Regions from separate parts of the Mus musculus genome. Here region 1 is linked to region 2. A link is a contact called in public Hi-C data. All regions are on one chromosome and are shown on one strand. Each heading gives the region's core, a stretch centred on a gene start, on an enhancer-like site or on the middle of the called end of the contact. The rest is flanking DNA. Distances are from core to core; before and after follow the strand shown. Region 1 has its middle 13 kb from the start of Gm31977. Region 2 has its middle 39 kb from the start of Gm41020.

Evidence for each region. Hi-C and Micro-C count contacts between places; a contact is called where the count stands out from the background.
Region 1: a contact with region 2 is called in a Hi-C map of uterus, with 4 times the contacts expected there. The contact joins two enhancer-like sites. A contact is called at or near these places in 3 of 15 datasets of contacts at CTCF or cohesin (the G1E-ER4 cell line, large pre-B cells and pro-B cells) and 31 of 484 Hi-C or Micro-C datasets (the 3T3-L1 cell line, B cells, the Ba/F3 cell line and 22 more).

What each region holds. Positions count from the first base shown.
Region 1 is chr13:93,607,963-93,614,948 of GRCm38.p6, reverse strand. No RefSeq gene overlaps it. Among named protein-coding and RNA genes, the nearest start is that of Gm31977, 13 kb to the right of the region's middle. Within about 2 kb of position 1,513, at least 31 of the 459 cell types and tissues checked have an H3K27ac peak or open chromatin away from gene starts, as enhancers often do. A contact at or near this core is called in uterus, where this site is marked.
Region 2 is chr13:93,234,721-93,241,623 of GRCm38.p6, reverse strand. No RefSeq gene overlaps it. Among named protein-coding and RNA genes, the nearest start is that of Gm41020, 39 kb to the right of the region's middle. Within about 2 kb of position 1,508, at least 29 of the 459 cell types and tissues checked have an H3K27ac peak or open chromatin away from gene starts, as enhancers often do. A contact at or near this core is called in uterus, where this site is marked.

The sequences.
Region 1 (6,986 bases), core at 264-2,763, 370 kb before region 2:
TTTTTTAAAAAAGGAAAACAGATCTGAAAAGCAAAAGGAATCCTAGCTAAGTCATACTCTTTCCTGGTACTACCTCTAGTTGCTTCACTCTTTCCACACCCTGTTTCCTGATGATACCTAAGCCTTAGGGAGACGGGAGTGAGATAAATTACTCTGGGACTGAATACTCCACAGTCCAATGAGGAAGTGACTGGCTACTTTCCCAGCATTCATGCCACCTTTGCTCCAGTGGAGTGGGGGAGGGGGGCTGACCTTGCCAGGCCAGTCATTTGTATGCTCCTGCCTTTGCCCCCCCCCCCCCCCCCCCCCCGCTCCATACCCAACAACGTCCTGGCAGCACTTACTGCACTCAGTGGATGTTAAAAAGACGGCATGAAGTTGAGAGACGGGGATATGGGAGGAGCTGGGAGGGAGTGGACTGTGCATACAATTTTCAAACAATAAAAAAGACAAATGAGACATGAGGCTGTTTTGATTCCACTTGACTCGTTGTGGCTCTGTAATTCTAGTCCTGTACAAAATATCTACACCTCAATTTCTCCAGCTATAAAAAATAGCAGCACTGTTTACTTCATTGGAATGCTAGAATATTAAAACAGATAATGTGTTTGAAGTTGGAAAAAAAAAAAAACAAACTTGTAGAATTTTTTAGCAGTTAATTCCCTGCTCCCAGAATACAGAGCTAATGCATTTAGAGCCCAACCTGGTTTTCTTTGCCAACTGCTATCTTCTATCTCTCTTACATTCTCAAAGCAAGCTCAGTATTTTTCCATCTTAGATGATAGAAAGGCTACTGGACTTCCAGATGTCTTACTCTGAAAAATGTATTTCCCTTTAATATCCTTTCCAGAACTTTATTACAGCACAGAATATCATAGCCTTTCATCATTTTTCTATCCTTTGATTTAAAAAATGTCATCAGAAGGAACGACGATGGTTAAGCTATTCTTGAACTGTATATCAACACTGGCTCCTAGTGGTGGGCTTCTCCATCTGACTTTAAAAAATATATACTCAGTCTCTCCTCCAAGCGCATATTGCTCCCAGAACTCATTAAAAGAGAAGGCTCATTTAAGGCCTAAGAGTTTATTTGAGTTAAGTATAAAGATTTTTTTTTTTTTCGAGATAGGGTTTCTCTGTATAGCCCTGGCTGTCCTGGAACTCACTCTGTAGACCAGGCTGGCCTCGAACTCAGAAATCTGCCTGCCTCTTCCTCCCAAGTGCTGGGATTAAAGGTGTGTGCCACCACCACCCGGCTAAAGATTTTTTTTTTAATTAGGAATTTTCTTCATTTACATTTCCAATGCTATCCCAAAAGTCCCCCATACCTTCCCCCCCCACACACACTTCCCTACCCACCCACTCCCACTTCTTGGACTTGGCGTTCCCCTGTACTGAGGCACATAAAGTTTGCAAGACCAAGGGGCCTCTCTTTCCAATGTGGAATCAGAGCCCAAGTCCTGACCATCAAAGTCCAAACGCTACCTTTTAAGGGCAGATACTTTTAGGCAAGATGCCAAGTCAGGAAGCGCTCCTTGCTAGTTCAGGGCTGCCAAGGAGGATGCGGTGGTTAACTTAGCCTCTTAGGAGAGTGGAGCCAGAACAGATGGTTCCCGAAGCTAAGGAGACATCTTCGACCCGGGGAAATAAAAATCCTTGGAGTTATTCGGATTCGACAGAAACTGAATAAACTTATCAGATTATGGCACTTCTTCAAACTTCAGCAAAAACACATTTGCACAGGACAAAGGCAGCCCCTAGAGAATGAGACCTGGCCTGGAACAAATAAAAAACTTCAGTTCCCAACGTTTCCAGATGGGGGCAGCAGCTCACCAGCAGGGAAGACCTGAAAAGCCCTGGCTTTGCTTTCAAGAGCTATTTCATGGGCATAGATTCATGTTACTTGGCAGAAATGTCTGTATCCCTTTTTGTTTTGGGCAGTTTTTTTCCCCCTAGTCCTAAGACATGTGAATCTTTGGATAACATCCAGGACAGCTAACCCAGCAAGAAAAGCCTTATATGTCTCCAACCAGATTCCCTAGAATTCTCCCCCGCTGTGAGCACACTCACGTGCTTATCAACTTTTCAGATTGTTTTCCCAAATAGCCACCGTTACTGAACAGCATGCCCTCATCCACTCTGGACTTCCCACAAGCTGCCTACCAAAGCAATAAAAAAGGAAAATAGAAGCACCCATGAGCTGCTTCAGGGGTAGGCACGCGCGATCTTGTGTTAAAGAGCTACCGGAGCCGGGCATGGTGGTGCACGCCTTTAATCCCATCACTCAGGAGGCAAAGGCAGGCGGATCTCTGAGTTCGAGGTCAGACTGGTCTACAAAGTGAGTTCCAGGACAGCCAGGGCTACACAGAGAAACCCTGTCTCGAAAAACAAAAAAACAAAACAAAAAGCTACCGGATGAAGAGTCTCAAGTTTCTCAACATCTTCCTAACGAATGTTCAGCCTCTTAAAAACAGCAAAACATCGATGACTTTCAAATGCAAGGATTTGTCACAAAGGCAGTAGGTAGGGCAGGACACCCGCGACACAGGAGAGAAGTAACAGCCACAAATGTTTCTGGTTTCTAAGCACCTGGAGGCACTCTGTTGGCCTTGGAGACTGAAAAAAAGGGAGTAAAAAATGAAGGAGACAGATGTCATCATTGTACTGCTGTGAGCTACAGAAATAGTGCTGACCCAGTGGAACACAACTAAACTGGAGAGAGAGAGAGAGAGAGAGAGAGAGAGAGAAAGAGAGAGGAAAACTAGCCAAACTGTATTTTACTGATAATTATCCTTTTATGATAAGTCAAGGCTGCTTAGGATGATCATGCAAGATTCTTGGGACGAAAGTGGCTATCCTTAATGTGTAGTAAAGAATTTGTGCTGCTTTCAAAAAAAAAAAAAAAAAAACCTAATTGGGCCATTCTGGGTTACTCTTGTTGGTGGTTGTTTGTTTTCTCAGTGATGAAAATTGAACACACTGAGTGTACTGATGTATCCCTAGAATTCCAATCCTGAGGGAGGCTGAGGCTGATAGGCTACATAGGAAGACCTTGTCTCAAAACAACAAAGAAAGAAAATGGAGGAGAAAGGGGGAAGGGAAGGAGGGGTAGAAGGGAGGGGGAGGAGGGGAAGGAGGAAGAGGGGAAGAGGGAAGGAGGAGGGGGAAAGAGGAGGAGGAAGAGGAGGAAGAAGAGGAGGAGGAGGGATAATGAATGGGAGTCTCTCAGTTCTATTTGATTCTTAGTTTAGCTTTATAGTTTGTCATTAAATTTGATTAATCTATATACCATTAAAGTCATGATAGCTTTAATGAGTTATTTGACCTCTGTTTACTTTTAAATGTGTGAGTTTCCTATGTACATTTTTACATAAAAATAAGCTTTACTTTCTTGTTTGTTTGTTTGTTTGTTTGCTTGCTTTGAGGCAGGGTTTCCTTAGCTGTCCTTGAACTCACTTTGTAGACCAGGCTATCCTTGAACTCACCTGCCTCAGCCTGCCTCCCAAGCGCTGGGCTTAAAGGTGTGCACCACCAACTCTGCAAAAATAAGCTTTCAAAGGAAAGAGTTAGCTTATTTTTAACAACAACAACAACAACAACAAACCTCCCCAAATCCGTAAAATATCTTTAGCAATCACCAGTTACACGAAACTATTAATGTGCTGTTTATAGAGTGCATAAATATTGTTTTCTGAGCCAATTTGGTTAGACCTCCTCGGCCTCATTCTGTACTTATTTGTTTTAATTTACTACACGGCCTTGAGAGGAAGACGCTGGGAATCTTTTTTAAAAATAGCTCAAACCTTTCTCCAGCTCAGCCTAGATGTTGTTCTTCCAATTATTTGGACTTAATGAGATTTTACTGTTCTTTGGAGTAGTTGACATCACAAACTTCTGAACCGGCTTGTGTGGGTCTCGGCCATTTCTCAAAAACACCAGGGCAACAAAGTAGAAAAAAAAAAAAAAAAAAAAAAGGAGCCTTGAGAGCCAGGACTTCTCCTGTCTTGTGAGAGGTCCAATAGGTCACCCTCCCCTCTGGCTCTCTGAATGTCACTTCCTTCTCTGTGAGGTTACAGAGCCTCAGACACCTGACTGTGGGATGTCACCACTTTCTTACCAATTTGATGATACCAGTAAAGAGCAGCCTCAGTCATTGTCAGTATTTACGGAGTGCTGTTGGCAGTGTGTTTCCAGCAGATTTAATTGTTAATTAATTATTCCCCTGGCTAAACAGACATCAGACTAAAATAATGATATTGGGGGTGGGGGTGGGGGGCAGGGACACCATAAGAGCATAGTGTTGCCTGGTACAGAACCCTGAAACCATTACACGTACAAACCAAGTACTGTTTCTTAAGGGGGTTGGGTCTGTGGCTTTTCACAGCATAGCTGTCTGTCTCCAGGACTGGGAGGTTTTTGTAAGTTTACATAAGCAATAGTAGTTCTAGAAACCGTTATGAGGATAATCCCTGCTCTAGAGTTCTGTGTCCTCCTAGGAAGAGACAGAGCTGGCTTCTCACATTTTAGGAAGAAGAGGAAAGTTTGGGAATGAGAAATCTCAGAATTATTCCATCTCATGGAGCTATTTTCAGCAGTGTGATGATTCCCAGAGTCTCCAGGCTGGACTGATCCCAAGAACATAGGCACAGATCAGTACAGCCTGGTGGCCCACACCAGCATGGCTGCCTGGGCCCCATGTCCCTTCTCAGGGTTACTCAGACAGTGGTTCCAACCTGGACCAGTTCCTACATGGCTTCTGGTGGCCTGTGGTACCTTCGTCAAAACTCTCTCCTCCTCTAGGCTAGGAATGGCCACTGCCAACTGTGCCCCCTGGGAGAGGCATCCGGACCCTGAATCCGATGACACAGGACCAGTCCTGGTTTCTCCCCTTCTGCATTTGATTTTCTTATCCTTCACCTGCATCCTACCCTGAGAAGCCCTGGGTGCCAGGAGGGGAAGGACCTCAGGGACTAGATGATTGCCATTAGCCAGCAGGTGTTCCTGTCACCAGGTCCAGTGAGAATGGGTTACCTAGTGTGGGACTCTAGCTTGGAACGTTTTCATGTCAGACACAGGACAAGGTCAAGGTTCCGGGCCACAGAAGTTCCTCTGCTGGCCCTGGCCTTGAATGGCATTATGGAGACTGCATCGCTGCTCCAGCGTACAGTGCTGCTCACAGTGGTTCAATCACCCCTCACAGGGTCCATTGCCCTGTCAGGCCTTCTCCTCTGAGCCTACAGGGTCAACAGGCTACTACAGTCAGTGTCCCTGGCCTCATGGAGGCCATGCCATTGTGCTCTCTAGGCTGGCCTGAAGTCATATGAGATGACAAAGAGACATCCCTCGTGTGTGTGAGACCTCTCCTCTAGTCTCATGCAGCTAAGAGTGCAGCCAAAAAATCCAAGGAGGTCACATTTTCCTGCCAATACCTAAAGAATTAAAGACAAGTTTTTAAAATGTGTTCTTCCACACTTAGACTATAAAATTCCAAATGATAGGGGCTGGAGAGGTGGCTCAGTGGTTAAGAGAACTTGTTGTTCGTCCAGAGGATCAGGGTTCCTTTTCCAGCACCCACGTGAAGCAGTTCACAATTGTCTGTAACTCCTGCTCCTGGGGATCCAACACCATCCTCTGGCTTCTGCAGACACCCCGCACACATGTAGCATACATGTATGTGTAAGCAAACACACATGAAAACACACATGTGCACACACATAAATAATTTTAAAAAGAAATTCCAAGTGATAAACCTGACAGAACTTTCCTGTGTAAATGAATTACTGACAGGTTCCAGGGTTCTTGGTAAGATCTGCCCTTGTCCCATCAATGGTTCACCAATGATGATATCACGCGAGAGTCATAACACGACCAACATTAAGCAGACGGTTTTGGAGTGCTACAAAAGCAAGATCAAAGTGTTCCCAAAGGCCCTTGGCATTGTGGGTAATATTAGTGGTGCTACCTTTTCTTGCCGTGGGAGATGCAAATGTAAAATATTTGCCAACAAAGACAAAGAGGCCTCTCTACTCTTCTTCCTCATTAGGAGCAGGTAGGCCTGCCGTGATGGACTTCCATGAACACTGCTGGCAGAAAGCCAATAATAAAGACCCATTCTAGACTATTCTCAATTCTCAACTATTCTAAACCTTCTCAGCCACATCATCAGACCCCACAGGGCAGTGCTCTTTATTCACTAAAGCTCTCTGAGCTGTTTTGCTCCTCAGGCAGGCATGTGATGCTCTGCAGATTTCAATAAGGTGCTGGCTTCCTGCCATTCCTGCCAGATGAAACTCTTTCTAGAAGTCCCTTTTCAGTGCTCAAAGTGATCCACCCACTTCAGTGCCCACCTTCACGTCACTTGGCCAAACAGCCTTGCTCTCATCCTGGAGAGTGTTCACAAGGCCTGCTTCTTTCCTGCAGTATCTCCTGGGGCCTATGCCTTAAGCCCTGTGAGGACAAGGACATTGCCCCGCTCATAGGTCACTGTGACCAAAGACTAGACAGAGGGAGGGGACATTTATTTGGGCTCGTGGTTACAGTTATGGGAGTGAAGGCACAGAAGGCATGGCAGAGAGTGTGGCAGAGGCTCTCACACCTGGTGAATCAGGAAGAAAAGTGTTAGATAGGTACCAGAAATAACTGTGATGGTTTGCATATGCTTGGCCCAGGGGGTGGCACTATTAGAAGGTGTGGCCTTGTTGGAGGAAGTGTATCACTGTGGGAATGGGTTTGGAGACCCTCCTCCTAGCTGCCTGAGGATGCCCAGTCTGTTTCTGGCTTCCTTCCGATAAAGATGTAGAATTCTTAGTATCTCCTGCACCATGCCTGCCTGGACACTGCAGTGCTCTCACCTTGATGATAATGGACTGATCCTCTGAACCTATAAGCCCGCCCAAATTAAATGTTGTCATTTATAAGACTTGCCTTGGTCATGGTGTCTGTTCACAGCAGTAAAACCCTAACTAAGACACCCACATTGAAGGCCC
Region 2 (6,903 bases), core at 259-2,758:
GTTACATGCGGTTAGCCAGAAAAGCTTTGGCCGTGGTCCTTTTTGGAGTGCAAATTTGCAAAACTTCTTTATAACTGCCATGTCTATTTCATTCCTGGAATTATAGGAGAGAATGAAAAGCTCTGCTAAGATTCAGGCCCCAGGAGAGCTCCCATACAGCCTCGTCTCCCCCCCAGCTGAGCTCTCTCCTCCCTCCTTCCCTCCTACCTCAGTCCTTCCTTCCTCCTCCTTTCTCTTCCAATTAGAAGCTAGCAATTCTTTTCCTAAACCAATTGGATGATTCACTTGCTCATCTCCAAAGTATAACGCTGGCATTCGTTAAGCAGAGATTGCACACTGTATTACTGGAATAATACATGCATTGAAATGACACAAGACATCATGCTGGGGTACTGTTGAAGGGAGTAAGGGGCCTTGGCAGGGGTCTAAATACTTTTGGGTTTTAGGAGACTTTTGTTTTGTTTTTGTTTTTGTTGTTTTTTGTTTTTGCTTTGTTTTGTTTTGTTAAAAAGACTTCCTCATAAAATGAAGAACTGTTTGTTCCCCCAAGAGATGTGAAAGACATAAGATTGCAGATTTGAAATGCTGCTCTTATTGCCAGAAACAATACTTTGGTCCTTAAGTGCTCATAACAACAGTTCTCCCACCCCTCCCGGGTTAGCAACTTACTGCATCTTGTCAGGAATTCTCTCAGGAAATGATATCAGATGCTCGGCCCGGCTCTAAACCTACTCACCACCTACCCACCAGCTCTGGTCTTCAACACTCGTTTTCTTCACTGCCTGCTTGTTTGGAGGGAAGGGAGAACGGCGAGCCTCGTGATTTACGTGAAACTACTTCCAGGAATCTGCCTCAGCTCTCTCTCTCTCTCTCTCTCTCTCTCTCTCTCTCTCTCTCTCTCTCTCTCTCTCTCTCTAAGATTTGTTTATTTTATTTACATGAGTACACTGTAGCCTGTCTTCAGACCCACCAAAAGAGGGCATCAGATCCCATTACAGATGGTTGTGAGCCACCATGTGGTTGCTAGAAATTGAACTCAGGACCTTTGGAAGAGCACTCAATGCTCTTAACCGCTGAGCCATCTCTCCAGCCCCCTGTCTCAGCTTTAGAAGGGTGTTTTATACCAGGTGTGGTTTGAACATTCACTCCAAGGAGAAACATCCTTCATTAGGTAGGTTTGAGTTTCCAAAGCAGACCCATTACTCTCAGATTTAACTAGCAGGGCAGACTTGTAGGTCAACCAGTTTGATTTTTTCCACACGGTGTTACTTTCAGATGGCCACAGGGCGAATTCCCTTTGAGGTTTCTGGTCTTGTAATGCAAGTTCTAGCAAACTGCTCGGCAGCATCTCATCTGCGGAGACCTCCCAAGTCTCTGAGTTACAGAGTTACAAGCGGTTTACTCAACATGGCAACCTGAGAATTTCAGCAGGCTCAGGCGTCAGCTCAAACGCTGGGACTTGCTCTGCCGACGTTGCCGTTATTAGCTAAAAGACTCTGAGTACCTGGGACTTTATATCTAGGTTGCACATTGCACCCGAACACCTTGATACCAGGTGTAATTTTGGCTCAGGCGAGGTAAAGGAAGCGATTCTCTCTCTCTCTCTCTCTCTCTCTCTCTCTCTCTCTCTCTCTCTCTCTCTCTCTCTCTCTCTCCCCAGCTTAGGCGGGAGGGGGGGGGCGGGGAGGCGGGGCGGGGGGGGGCGGGGAAGGTCAGTAGCCACAGAGGCTTTAAAAAAAAACAATAATTGGTTTAAAAGATAACAAGCCAGGAAAAAAAGAAGGCAGAAGGTAATCAGATTAAGTGAAAGGTGAAAAAGAGCAGAGAGCAACTCAGAGAGTGGGGCAGAAGAGAGAAACGGGGTGGGGGAGGGGAGATAAGATGTGGGAGAGGACACAGAGAACCAGAAACAGATGCAAGAGGAGTTTGTGTGGAAATCTTAAGCCTTTGAGTGTCACATACACTAGATGACCTATAGCTTAATTTTACCTTTAAAAACAATCAAAAACCTCCCACATTTATTGTACAGTGCCTTTAAACTTTCTTCGAACATAGTATTGCTTTTTCTTGGTGCATTTGATCATTTTGCCCTGTCATTTAATTTTTAGAATGCATTTTACTTACATCTCTCATTAATGTGATAAGATGTTCAACAGAAACTGCAGCTCGGTGGAGGACTACTTTATATGGGCTCATGGTTTAAAGGTATCGTCCATAAGGCACCGAGTCAGGAAGGTGGTGAAGTGAACTCTGTCCAGAGATAATGGCCGAGACTGCTCAACCACACCTCGGTTATCTAGCCAGGGACCGGGCCTGTCAGATGGTGCCACCCACATTCCAAGGTCTTCTTCCCTCTTCAGTTAAACCTTTCTAGAAGTGCCCTCAGACACACTCACGTTTCCATAGTGTTTCTACGCTGAGTCAGACTGACAATGAAGACTCGCTGTTGTAGAAATGGATATGATATATCCTGTTGAGTTTAAACAAACTATTTGAAATGGGATAAAGCAAACACATTTAGCCAACGCCTGGCATATCATAAATGCTCAGTAAACACGAGTCCCTTTCCTGTGGAACAGTGGGTTCAAATGTTTTCACTGATGAAAAAGATAGGAGAAAAAAAAACCTAACAACTAATGGACGCTGCTGTAAACACGTGCTTCTTTCTTTATTGAGTCTAAACTTTAGAATATAAAGTCTTCACAGCTTTTTTTTTTTTCCTTTGGTGGGGAAAGAGTCCACTCAGCATAGAATTTGGGGCCTCAGTATGTTAACCAGTCTACACTGCATTGTGCCTGGTGCCCCTGCTGGTCTTTTTACCAGAGCTATCAGTCAGCCACAGAATTCGCTTATTGCATTCTTCCTCTCTTGCTATTTATATTAGGAAAGGTAGTGCTAAACTAAATTAATGGCTCTACTCTTACAGGAAAGCAGAGTGTGCTTAATTTTTTTTAAAGATTTATTTATTTCATTTATATGAGTACACGTCAGACACACCAGAAGAGGGCATCAGATCTCATTACAGATGGTTGTGAGCTACCATATGGTTGCTGGGAATTGAACTCAGGACCTCTGGAAGAGCAAGAAGCCAGTTCTCTTAACCGCTGAGCCAGAATGAGTATGAGCTCAAGACCGTGATCCAAGCTCCCTGAAATGACACACTTCATATGGAAGAGTTACATGAATTAAGGTCACACTGCAGCCAATAGGGGAGAGGAGAAACCGTCCGTTAGAGCTTTACAATGGAGGCAGGGGTCCCGTAAGCTTAGCAACCCAGTCAACAAATGTCTGTTAGTTGGGAGAGTGCCAGGTCAGATACAGAAGTTAGAGAATTGGCTGTTAGAGAGCTTGATCCGTCCAAGATGGTTTTGGCTCTTGACCTACACTATTTCGTCTCTCTAAAGTCATGGCGTTGAGTCAGCCAAGGTCAAATACTCCACGGGATCTTTAATAGGAATGCCAGTTTCTTCAGAGAACATTCCACAGCAGTGTGCATTTGGCTTTGTGAGGAGCAAGGCAGAGTTGTTCTCCCAGGCTCACTTTGTGTTGGACTTTGTTCTGTGGCTCAGGCTCCAACAGCATTTCCCTGAGCTCATCAGGGACAATAACAACAGGGCTCTCGTTTTGAAATACTCATCAGGTACAGGCATGTAGGCAAAATGTGGCTAGAGGCTGGGGAGCACTTCTTTACTGTGCAGATAAGCATTGGCTGTGCCTTCTGCTAGCCTCGGAGGAGAGGACTCCTGCCTCTGCTAACGTTGACTGCACAGGCCTGCACAGAGGCATTTCATTTCTGCTTTTGTCAATGCTGTGAAGGCAAAGGAGAAGTCTTCTAAGTAAAAGGAAATGCCTTTCTGGGGAAGTGATTCTTGGTCATGAACATAACATGCAAGAAAAGACCCAGGACTCAAAGGAAGAGTTGAGTGTATTTACCTGGAGGAAAAATGAGGTAGAGAGGAAGGAAGTGCAGTTTACTATAGAGGCAAAAGAAGGGCTTCTTTATGAAGGAAGAGCCCTGAGAGGATGAGAGAGGAGTCACTGCGGAGCTAGGACTAGCCTTGGGCAGGAAGAAGGGTAATGTTTTCTTAGGATAGCGGGCAGCATTTCTTGGTCCACTTTCTATTCCTGTAACTGAATACAACCTGGACACTTCATCAAGAATGAACATTGAGGGCCGGGCATGGTGGCGCACGCCTTTAATCCCAGCACTTGGGAGGCAGAGACAGGCGACTTTCTGAGTTCGAGGCCAGCCGGGTCTACAGAGTGAGTTCGAGGCCAGCCAAGGCTACACAGAGAAACTCTGTCTCAAAAAAAAAAAAAAAAAAAAAAAAAAAAAAAAAAAAAAAGAATGAACATTGAATTCACAGTTCTGGAGGGACAAGGTTAAGGGGCTGTGGCTAGTGATTATTGTTTTGTTTTTTGTTTTGTTTTTTTTTTTGTTGTTTTTTCGGGACAGGGTTTCTCTGTGTAGCCCTGGCTATCCTGGAACTCACTCTGTAGACCCGGCTGGCCTCGAACTCAGAGATCCGCCTACCTCTGCCTCCCAAGTACTGGGATTAAAGGCGTGCACCACCATGCCCGTATTATTTTATTTCTGATGAGAATGCTGTATGGGGTCCTCAGGTGGTATATAGCAACGTGTGGTGATGCTGTGCCACCGAGTTACATCCCGAGCCCTCTTCACCTCCTTACAGGTCCACTAAACAATCACAGGAAAGTATCATCCTTGCTCCCAAAGGCCTTTATCAGTTGGCTTTAGGGATTGGTGTCAAAGGAACCATACTGGAGGGAGAACATGGGAGGTAGAGTGTGTTTGTAGATGAAGGTTGGATGTGGCAGTTTGCATGAGGTCATCTCATGTTCTCTGTGGCAGGAGTGTAAATGGACTCTGAGTACGGGAGAGCAGCAGGAGAGGAGAGGGCTTAACAGAAAGTGGTGAATGGACTGAAGTGGCCCTTGGGGGAGCCAGGGGAGCCTGTCAAATCACTCTGGCTCTGTTCCAGAGGCTCCTGGGAATCCTGAGGGGACTCACTTGATTATTGCATTTTGTTAGAGACTCAGTAATGACACGCTGGCCAAATGAGCACTCTACCAAATGAGGACCTGCGTAGGGAATATTTCCCCATCACATTTGTGCCTGAACACAAGATAAGTAATACACTTATGCATGCCCACTTCTATCAAACCCTTAAATGAGTCTGGCAAGAGTAAGAACAACCTGGCAATATTGATTGTAGATGTCAGAATAGGAAAACGGACTCTCATGTCATGCTGGAAGAAGTGTGGGTTAATACAACACATTGCCTAAATTGTGTTTTGGGAGGGAGGACACACCTTTAATCTGAACCACACCGTCTGCCTAAGGACATGGAAGAAGGAAGTTTTTGCCCTTTGCCTACTCACCCTCATCTTGGTAGCATATCCATTCCTTCACTGGTATTAAAGCCTACCTTGGCATCCCAGGGTATACAGAAGACCAGATGAGACACTCAGCCTCAGGAACTAAACAATTACTGGATCTTTGACTTTCTGTTAATAAGCAGCCATTGTTGGATTAGCTGGATTACAGCCTATAAATTATTCCAATAAATGTCCTTTTTATAGAGAGAAACAGACTCATTCTGTAAGTTCTGTTACTCAAGAGAACCACAAATAACACGCTGTACAAGAATATATAACTTATATAAGTATATAACTTATAAAGGGAAATATTGAACCAAAGCAACCATGAGTAGAAAAAGTAAGTTTCATGATATGTAGACATGATACCGTATGTAAAAATTTTAAATATCTATGAATACACTGCGCATTGTTTTCACAATATTTATAGAAAGAAAAATTTAAACTTGAGAATATAGTTTTTGACGAGTAGGGAAGGTTTGGGATTAAATTTGTGAGCAGTCTATTTTTAACATATGGTTTTGAAATATCTTTTGATTGGTCAGTGAGTACTAAATGATACCTGGAAAAAATTTTCTGATGATCTGTCACATAGTAGGTTGACCACAGATATGGAAGTATAGTGTATTTTTAAAAAAAGAATTTGGATTTTTTTTACCACAAAGAAATAATAATGTTTGAGGAAATGAAAGTTTATTTTGATTTGAATATCAAATATGTATCTGTAGCAAACTACTACATGCTCTCTCTCTCTCTCTCTCTCTCACACACACACACACACTAAATGTTTTCAAAACAATGAAAAACTATTTTTTAAAAGCCTTAAAGTAAAACAAAATGAGAACTAGGAGTTTCCTTTAAGTATTAGCAGAAAGCCACGGCTGCTTCAGGTTTCCTTTGAGGATCAGAGTGACTAAGTGTGTCAGTGAGAACACAGCTGACCCATGTGAGCACGGTCTACCTGTAACTGTCCTTATCGTTGCCTGACTTACAGGGACTATAAAGATCTACTCTGAACTTTGCAAGAGAGGAAAATTGAGGTCCAGAGTAGTAATTCTTAGTTCCAGGCCTCAGAGCTATTGTTTCGCTGAATTGCTATTTCCATGAGAATATTTTTATCTATTTATCTTGGTTACATCTGTTGAATGCCACATTTCCAAGGGTCTCTCTTGAGTTTCTTGTATACAGCACCTCATATAACCTTTGAAATACTTTATATATATATTCTATAAGAAATTTGGAGCTTATCACTTGCACACAGAACTATTCAGCAATAAAGCAAAACTTCCAGCTCTGGGCTTTTGGTAACAAGAGTAGCCATGGAAACACCTTAACCAATTGGCCGGTAGTTCATAATTGATTGTAGCCATAGAAACACCTTCTTAACTGATTGGCAGGCAGTTCATAATTGATTGCTTTGATTAACATGGGTGTGTAGACTTTCCTGCCTACGTCTTTATAAGCATCTGGGGCAGACAATTTCCATGCATTTGATCTAATTTG